Linked DNA regions of Pan troglodytes: region 1 is linked to region 2. A link is a contact called in public Hi-C data. All regions are on one chromosome and are shown on one strand. The core of a region is the stretch at or near the end of the contact, and the rest is flanking DNA. Distances in the headings are between cores, read along the strand shown. Region 1 holds the start of BLOC1S5 (biogenesis of lysosomal organelles complex 1 subunit 5). Region 2 holds the start of BMP6 (bone morphogenetic protein 6).

The links. Hi-C and Micro-C count contacts between places; a contact is called where the count stands out from the background.
Region 1: a contact with region 2 is called in a Hi-C map of stem cell-derived neural progenitor cells, with 4 times the contacts expected there. The contact joins the promoter of BLOC1S5 here to the promoter of BMP6 in region 2. A contact is called at or near these places in 4 of 7 Hi-C or Micro-C datasets (blood, induced pluripotent stem cells and stem cell-derived neural progenitor cells) and 1 of 1 datasets of contacts at active chromatin or transcription factors (stem cell-derived excitatory neurons).

What each region holds. Positions count from the first base shown.
Region 1 is chr5:14,012,414-14,016,083 of NHGRI_mPanTro3-v2.0_pri, reverse strand. It overlaps BLOC1S5 (biogenesis of lysosomal organelles complex 1 subunit 5), which reads left to right and starts at 1,430. Exons shown (of 5, transcript XM_001166060.7): 1 at 1,430-1,630; 2 at 3,280-3,362. The coding sequence starts at 1,519.
Region 2 is chr5:13,676,707-13,680,423 of NHGRI_mPanTro3-v2.0_pri, reverse strand. It overlaps BMP6 (bone morphogenetic protein 6), which reads right to left and starts at 2,236. Exons shown (of 7, transcript XM_003950711.6): 1 at 718-2,236. The coding sequence starts at 1,378.

The DNA of each region.
Region 1 (3,670 bases), core at 181-2,680, 340 kb before region 2:
TGTTTGTTAAACTGCAGTGCTATCCGAAGTTAGCACAGACTTCAGAGGTCAAAGCATGGTCCTCCTCAAGATGCCCCTTCAGACACCTGCCACAAGCTTTGGGGTTCCCAGGCCACCTGCACTTCTGACCAGCTGTCTCTGTCATATGCCCAGGGCCTGAGCACTCTCTGCTAGGGTGCCTCAGTTCTCACCCACGCAGCTTCTCTCTACACATGATGTTTCATTGCTATTCGCTTTACTCCCTCAGGTTTCACAGAATGACTCATAGAACTCAAGAAAGTGCTTTCCTTGCTATTACAGTTTTATTATAAAGGACACATATCAGGACCAGCCAAATGAAGAGATGTATAGGGCGAGATGTGGGAGATTTCCCAAATAGAAGCTTACGTGTCCTCAGGAACGCTTCCCCCTCCTGACACTTTGATGAATGATTATCGACCAGTAAGCTCACCTGAGCTTCCACATCCAGAGTACTCACTGGGGTTCCATTATGTAGGCATAGCTGGTTAAATCACTGGCCACATGGCTGAATTCAGTCTCCAGCCCCAATCTGCTCCCCAGAGGTGGGCCTGCTTATGTGGCTCAAAGCCTAAGCCCTCATGGTTGGCCGGCCCTTCTGGTGTGGCCAGCCTCCATTCTGAAATCATCTTGGGCCCTCCATGAGCCATCTCATTAGCATAAACTCAGGTGTATTTCCAGAGGCCCACCATGAATAACAAAGACACTTCTATCACTTGGGAAATTCCAAGGATTGAGGGTACCTCCCAGGAACCAGAGTCAAAGTCCAGTCAAATTCTTTATTATACAACGTAAGTTTACTGACTTGAACAGAAAGAGGGAGCAAGAGAAGCATTCTAGGAAACAGGTGTCTAAAAAGAAAGGCAGGAAGTCTGCCACACTCATGGCATAGTAGGGAAACAGCCCCCAGCTAATTGGCTTTGCTATACAGTAGTCCCCATTTATCTGAGGTTTCACTTTCTGTGGTTTCATTACCTGCAGGACGGTACAATAAGATATTTTGGGAGAGAGACTACATTCACATAACTTTTATTAAATTGTTCTAATTGTTCATCTCTTACTGTGCCTAATTTATAAATTAAACTTTATCATATGTATATACAGGAAAAAACAGTATATACATGGTTCAGTACTATATGCAGTTTCAGGAATCTACTGGGGGGTCTTGGAATGTATTCTCAGCAGATATGGGAGGACAACTGTACTGGAATGCACCAGCCTTGAGCCAAATAACCAGGGCTCTGAGTTTAGCTCCAAAGTTCAAGCACTTTCCTATTCTAGCAGCATCCGCCCTGATCCAGCATGGCGGCAAGAGCTTCTGCCAGTTCACACCCTGACTACACGGCAGGCGCCTTTCCGGAACCGCCCGCTGGGTAGATTAAATTTCTCCGGCGCCCTGTAATGACGCAAAAAACAAAACAAAACCCGGGCGTGCCTTGTAAGAGGGCGGCCGGGTTTGCGCAGGCGCAGCGTGGCCGCGGGTGGGCGGAACTGGTCGGGATGAGTGGCGGAGGGACAGAGACCCCTGTGGGTTGTGAGGCCGCCCCGGGCGGTGGCAGCAAGAAGAGGGACTCCCTGGGGACTGCGGGCTCAGCGCACCTCATTATCAAGGGTACGGAGTGTCAGGGCTATAGTTCCTGGTGGATCCCAGCACAGCCTCATCTCCCAGGCGGCGCCCTCTGACCCGGGCCGACCCCCGGCTCCCGGGCTGGCGCGCGTGCGTTTGTGCGGGTGGGGGAGTCGTGGTCGGTCCCCGCCTTTTTCCCCGCGCCAAATGCGTCCCACCACAACCAACCAGCCCAACTCCTCGTGTTTCCCCGCTTTCCTCTGTCGCAGCCTGAGCCATCAGGCCCGCCCCCGTCCATTCCGCAAGCTCAGGACCCCTGGGCGCAGAGCCTTTGGGCAGCCTCGCCACCGACGTGTAGTGGAAAGGGCATTGGACCTGGGAGGCGGGAGGCAGTCGCTTAGGAGTTGAGTGACTTCGGGTCACTGGCTTTACTCACTCTCCTACCCGATCTGTTCCTGGTCGTGCGAGGAGTAAGTGAGATACACTTACGAAAGCGCTCTATAGCACCTTAAAGAACCATTCACGTTCAGAAATGTCCATGTGTTCTGTGTGCTTTGAGCTGGGAGAAGGTTACAACCTAGATTCTCACAGAATCTGCTTTAGGTTTGACTCCTAAAGCTCACAACGCTGTTTGCTGCGTGAAAGTCTTTGACAGTTGAGTTGTAGTGCTTTATATATACTAGATATAAAGTGCTTATATACAGTGCTTGTATTCTTATTTTTTCTACTTGACATGCTTAAGAAGATATGTCCTAATAAAATTCATTAAAATAGAGAATTGAAACCTGCCCATCGTATGTCTGCAAAAATGAAAAATTTGGGGAACATTGCCAGTGAATGAATATGAATAATACATTGTCTTAGATTTCATTTCTCAAGGAATTTTGAGACTTACATTTTAAACTACGTAGTTGTAACTAAGAAGAATAATAAACTGACTCACCAAAAGACTTAAATTCAGACCTTTTCTTAATGACTTTTTCAGACTTATGAAAAAGAGACTTACAATGAACATTCACCACCCACCTTAATAAAGAAATTACTAAAAGCCCCACTGTGTCTTGCTCTAATTGCACTAGTTCCCCTCCCTCCTCTCAAGGTAGCCACTATCCAGAATTTGGTGTTTATTATTATTGTGCATGTCTTTATAGTTTTGTTGCTTCTGTCTATATCCCAAAAGGAAATATTTTGAATATTTTAAAGTTTTATGTAAATTGCTTTAATCCTTCTGAAACTTGCTTTTTTATTATATTTATTATAAAATACGTATTATTTTTTATATTTATGTTGATAAATGTAACTGATGTATTTATTTTTACTTGGTGATTGATAGAATTCCATTGTATGAGTATGGTTAAGGTGTTTTGCATTTTTTCTTTTGATATTACACCTATGCTGTAATAAATATGTATAAATGGCCTTACTCATTTGTGCAAGAGTTTTCTAGGGTACATACCTAGGCATGAAAATGCTAGGTATACGTGTCTGCAACTTTATTGAATACTGAAAGATTGTTCTCAAAAGTAGTTGTATCAGTGTACACATCCACTGGCAGTGGATGAGATTTCCTCTTAGTCCATAGTCTAAACTGGATTTTAACCTTCATCTCTTGGTGGGGAAGGGAGAGAGTAAAACAAGCTAGAGATTATGCCATTTAGCATGGATTAACCCTGAATTTCATTTTATCTTTATAGATCTTGGAGAAATTCATTCAAGGCTTTTGGATCACAGACCAGTTATTCAAGGTGAAACTCGTTATTTTGTAAAAGAATTTGAAGTGAGTATTTAAACTTATTTTATAAAAGTACTTCCCTAATTGTTAGTGTGTTATTATACAGAAGAGAAATTCCCCAGTTTTAAAATCGGATTTTAGTTCATGTGTTCATAAAATATACGAAGTAAAAATGATGAAGACGTAAAAATTGTTGTTTTTAATGGGATAAGTTCCATACTAAACAGCAGGATACATAAGTTCTGGTGCCTACTCTAGGGTATTTAATGTCTGTTGATCTGAGGTTTTTTTAATCTATAAAATGAGATATAGTGGGGAAAAAAAGGGATTTTAGAGATTGATGGGTCTGAGTT
Region 2 (3,717 bases), core at 987-3,486:
TGATCAAAGGTTCAGCCTTTGGGGACAATGGCCAAGGGCATGTGAGCGGGGGCACAGGACGGATTACCCCAGTTGAGCTTTCATCCCGCCCCAAACAGAAGCGAGCCCCGCCCGGCCGGGATCCGAGCGCCTTCCGCGGTGCTTTCGGAACTTCCCTCTGCAACCTCCCCCAGTGCCGTGGATACCTCTAAACAGACTCATGGCAAGTTTTCAAAGTTCCCAGCCGCTGTCGGATTCCCTAAAAGTCTCGGTGGGAAAACTGCACTCCAAGTTAAGGGGCAAAAGAAGGCAGTTTAGAGGGAAAAATCGTACTGAAGAGCCCTCTTCCCAGGATGGCCACACTCGGGCTGGACTCTTCTGCTGCAATTGAGTTAACCTGGCCAGAGCTGGGCAGAAGTGAAAAAAAGCGCGGAACGTGCTCAGGGAGTCCGCAAATACACGCCCGCTGGGGACAGCGCTCCCGGAGCCCCGCGGCCCGACCGGCCAGCCGCCTCTGGGGGCCTCGGCGCGCAGCCCTGCCCGCGGCGCGGGGGAGCGCATGTGCCGCCCCACCGCCGCGCAGGTGGCGGGAGCACAGCCTGCCTGTCCCCGCGTTCTCTGGCGTACCAGGCAGGACCCGCGCGCCGGGAGCTCCTCCACCCCCTCACTCCATCCCCTGGGCCCGGGACACTGAAAAGGGGGAAATGTTCTCGTCATTACGTTACCCCAAATCCTTACCCAGGTTCACAAAGCTCATGACCATGTCCGCGTCGTTGAGGAAGGCGCTGTCCTGCGCGCTGGTCAGTGGGGACGCGCCGCCGCTGCCAGATCCGGGGGCCAGAAGGCTCTTGCGGTTGAGCGGGTGCGCGGCGCCCGGGGGCGGCTGCCGACGCTGGGACGAGCTGGCTGCTTCGTGGGGCCAGGACTGCTGCCTCTCCCCCTCCGACGCCCCGTCCTCGTCGTTGTCGGCGGACAGGGCGTTGTACAGATCCAGCATGAAGAGGGGCGCGGACTTCAGTCGCCCGGGAGGGGGCTCTCCGCGAGGCAGCTGCTGCTGCTGCTGCTCCTCCTGCTGCCGGAGCGCCGGGGGCTGCGGCTGTTGGAGGCCGTGCAGGGGCCGGGGCCGGTGCGGGAGCCCCAGCACCGACAAGATCTCTTTCTGCATCTCCCGCTTCTCCTGCGTCTTGAGTCGCCGGTACAGGAAGCCCGAGGAGGACTGCGGCGACGGCGGCGGCTGCTCCGTGCGGCCGGGGCTCCCGCCGTCCCCCAGCAGCTGCCCCCCGGCGGCGGCGGCCGCGGCAGCGGGCAAGGGCGGCCGCAGCGGCGGGGGCCCGCAGCAGCTGCACAGCAGCCCCCACCACCAGCACAGCCACTGCGCCCTCCGCCCCAGCCCCGGCATCCCCGCCCGGCCGGGCTGCCCCCGCGGATCCCGCGAGGCGTGGAGCGGCGGAGCGAGGCCGGAGCGCGGCCGCTGTGGCCCTTGGCGTGAGCAGTCCCCGCCACCTCTCGGCGGGCTCGCTTCCCCTTCCTGGCCCTCAGTCCTTATCTCTCATGGTCGTCCGGGGCGCCCCCAGTTGCCCAGGCTAGAGAGGTGGCGAAGGGGCGATCACCAGGAGAACCGCTTGGAGGGGAGGAAGCGGAGCCTCACAGCCTCGCGCAGATCTCTAGAGGCGCGCGGTCCAGGCCAGGTGCGTCCGAGTCCGGGCTGCGCTGCAGCCTGCGGCCCTGGCTCCTGCGAGTCGCGGCGCGGTCACTCTGGGCCTCGCTGGCCGCACACGTGCGCTGCCCCGCGCTCTCCCTGGCGACTGAGTGGGACCCGGGGCAGCGGGGAGCGGGACCGCTCACGAGCTGCGGGAGATGCCCGGCATCACCGTGGCGCACGCCCCTCCCCGGATCGCAGGGCCACCATGAAGTTTACCCCGTTGCAGGGCCCAGGCTGCGGCGACAAGGCGTCCCGAAATGCCAGTCTGTTCCGCGAGGTTTAACTTCCTTCTCGCTCACGAACTCCGCGCCCCTGAGCTCTCGAGCACCGTCGCTCCCACTCAAAATCTCCGCGCGCCGCACGCCTCCTCAAGCGGAGGCGGCGAGGATCTTGCTTTCCGTTCGGCGGTCGCCCGGCTGCCCAGCAAACCCGCTGGCAGAAAGGATGGGAAGGTAGGGGGCTAGTGCACCGAGCAGCGGCCGCGGCGGCGGCGCCGGAATTCGGTCTCCCGCCTCTCCACGCCGCGCTCCCCGCAGCGGCCAACGTGGGCTTTCTGCTGCGCGCCCGGCTCAGGTACCGCACTCCAGCCCTGGGACTCCCCGCCCCGCGGTAACCGACAGGCTGGCAGCCAATGGGGACGCGAAGCTCGCGGGCTATTTAAATAGCCCCGCCCCTTCTTTCACCCTCCCTCTCCCGAGAGGCGTCGCCTCCGCCGCGCGTAGGTTTCAAGACCCGGGAAGTCTTGGAGGCATGCAAAGAGCCGCGAGGTGCCAAAGGCGAAGAGGTCATCGCTAGTAAGAATGATCTGACCAATACCCCGATCTGAAGCTTTCTCTTTTACCATCATTTAAACGGCCTAAGTTGATGCTTTAACTAAATAAAAATAATAACAGCGATTAAATCACTATAGTGCCAGAACTGAGGAAGAAAAGAAAAATGATAGCTTTTCCATCCCTTCCTTAGTTTCTCTTATTGATGTAATGTAGGCGTTTAGCGGACACGTGGCTTTCCACGGCAGCTGCTGGAAGTTGGGACACACCCTCCGGGGAGGCTACTCACAAACTGACCACAGAGAGGGCCACATGTAACCCAAGCCAGCGTCCTGAGAGTTTGGGGTCGGATGTGTTGACTTATCTGTTCATTTGTGCTTTGGTTTGGCTTCTTAAGCTAAAGAAAGAGGGTGTAATCAGACAATATATTAGAAAAAGCGTCCCCTGTCTTCTTGGAAATGTCTTGATTCTCCAGCTTATCTATTAATGTTGCATTTTAATATTGAAATACAATGTGACTTATATGGTGCAAGATAAAACTTGAGGAGAGGTGATAAAGATAACTCCAGGAAGAGCAGGGGCTTGGCATGCATTCTGAATGGTCAGGACAATAGACAGGGTCCTGAAACACAGGTTGCTGTGGATTTTAGACAAGATAACACCACCACCAACACCATTTGCCAACGAGGACGCAAATTCATTTGCCTTTACCCCGCCCAAGAACATCCAGTCATCTATGGATGGTAGAAGCAAATTCACGTAAAACATGAAGGTTTTTTACTTGGTGAAAATTGTGTGGAGTTGAAAATAAAAACTGCAATTTTCTGACTGCCAGCCTTAGTCCAAATGGTCCTAGGCATTTGAGAGTGAAGTCAAATAGATTATAGACTGTGGGATTCATGAATTTATGAGATCATAGGCTTTCTGTTGGTCGAAATCTTATAAGCATTCCTATCCTATTTCCAAGAATCTATTTCTCATGGGTAAATAGAGAACACCACTGACTCCAACTACCCACTGAGTCCTTCTTTCTAGTTCTGTCTTGGCCCAGACACAAGTGGTCATTTAGAAGAGTCTTTATTTCTACAAATATCTGAAAGCTATTAATTTCAGGGCACAAAACTTAGCACCCCTGAATGCCAGTCTTTAACCATCTCTACAGGGATTTCTTCCATCCGAAAAGATAATACGATACTTCGTCTGGGATGCCAGGACCCTTAGAATTCAAGAGCCCTGTCACTTCTTTTTTCTGTAGGGAACATGTTA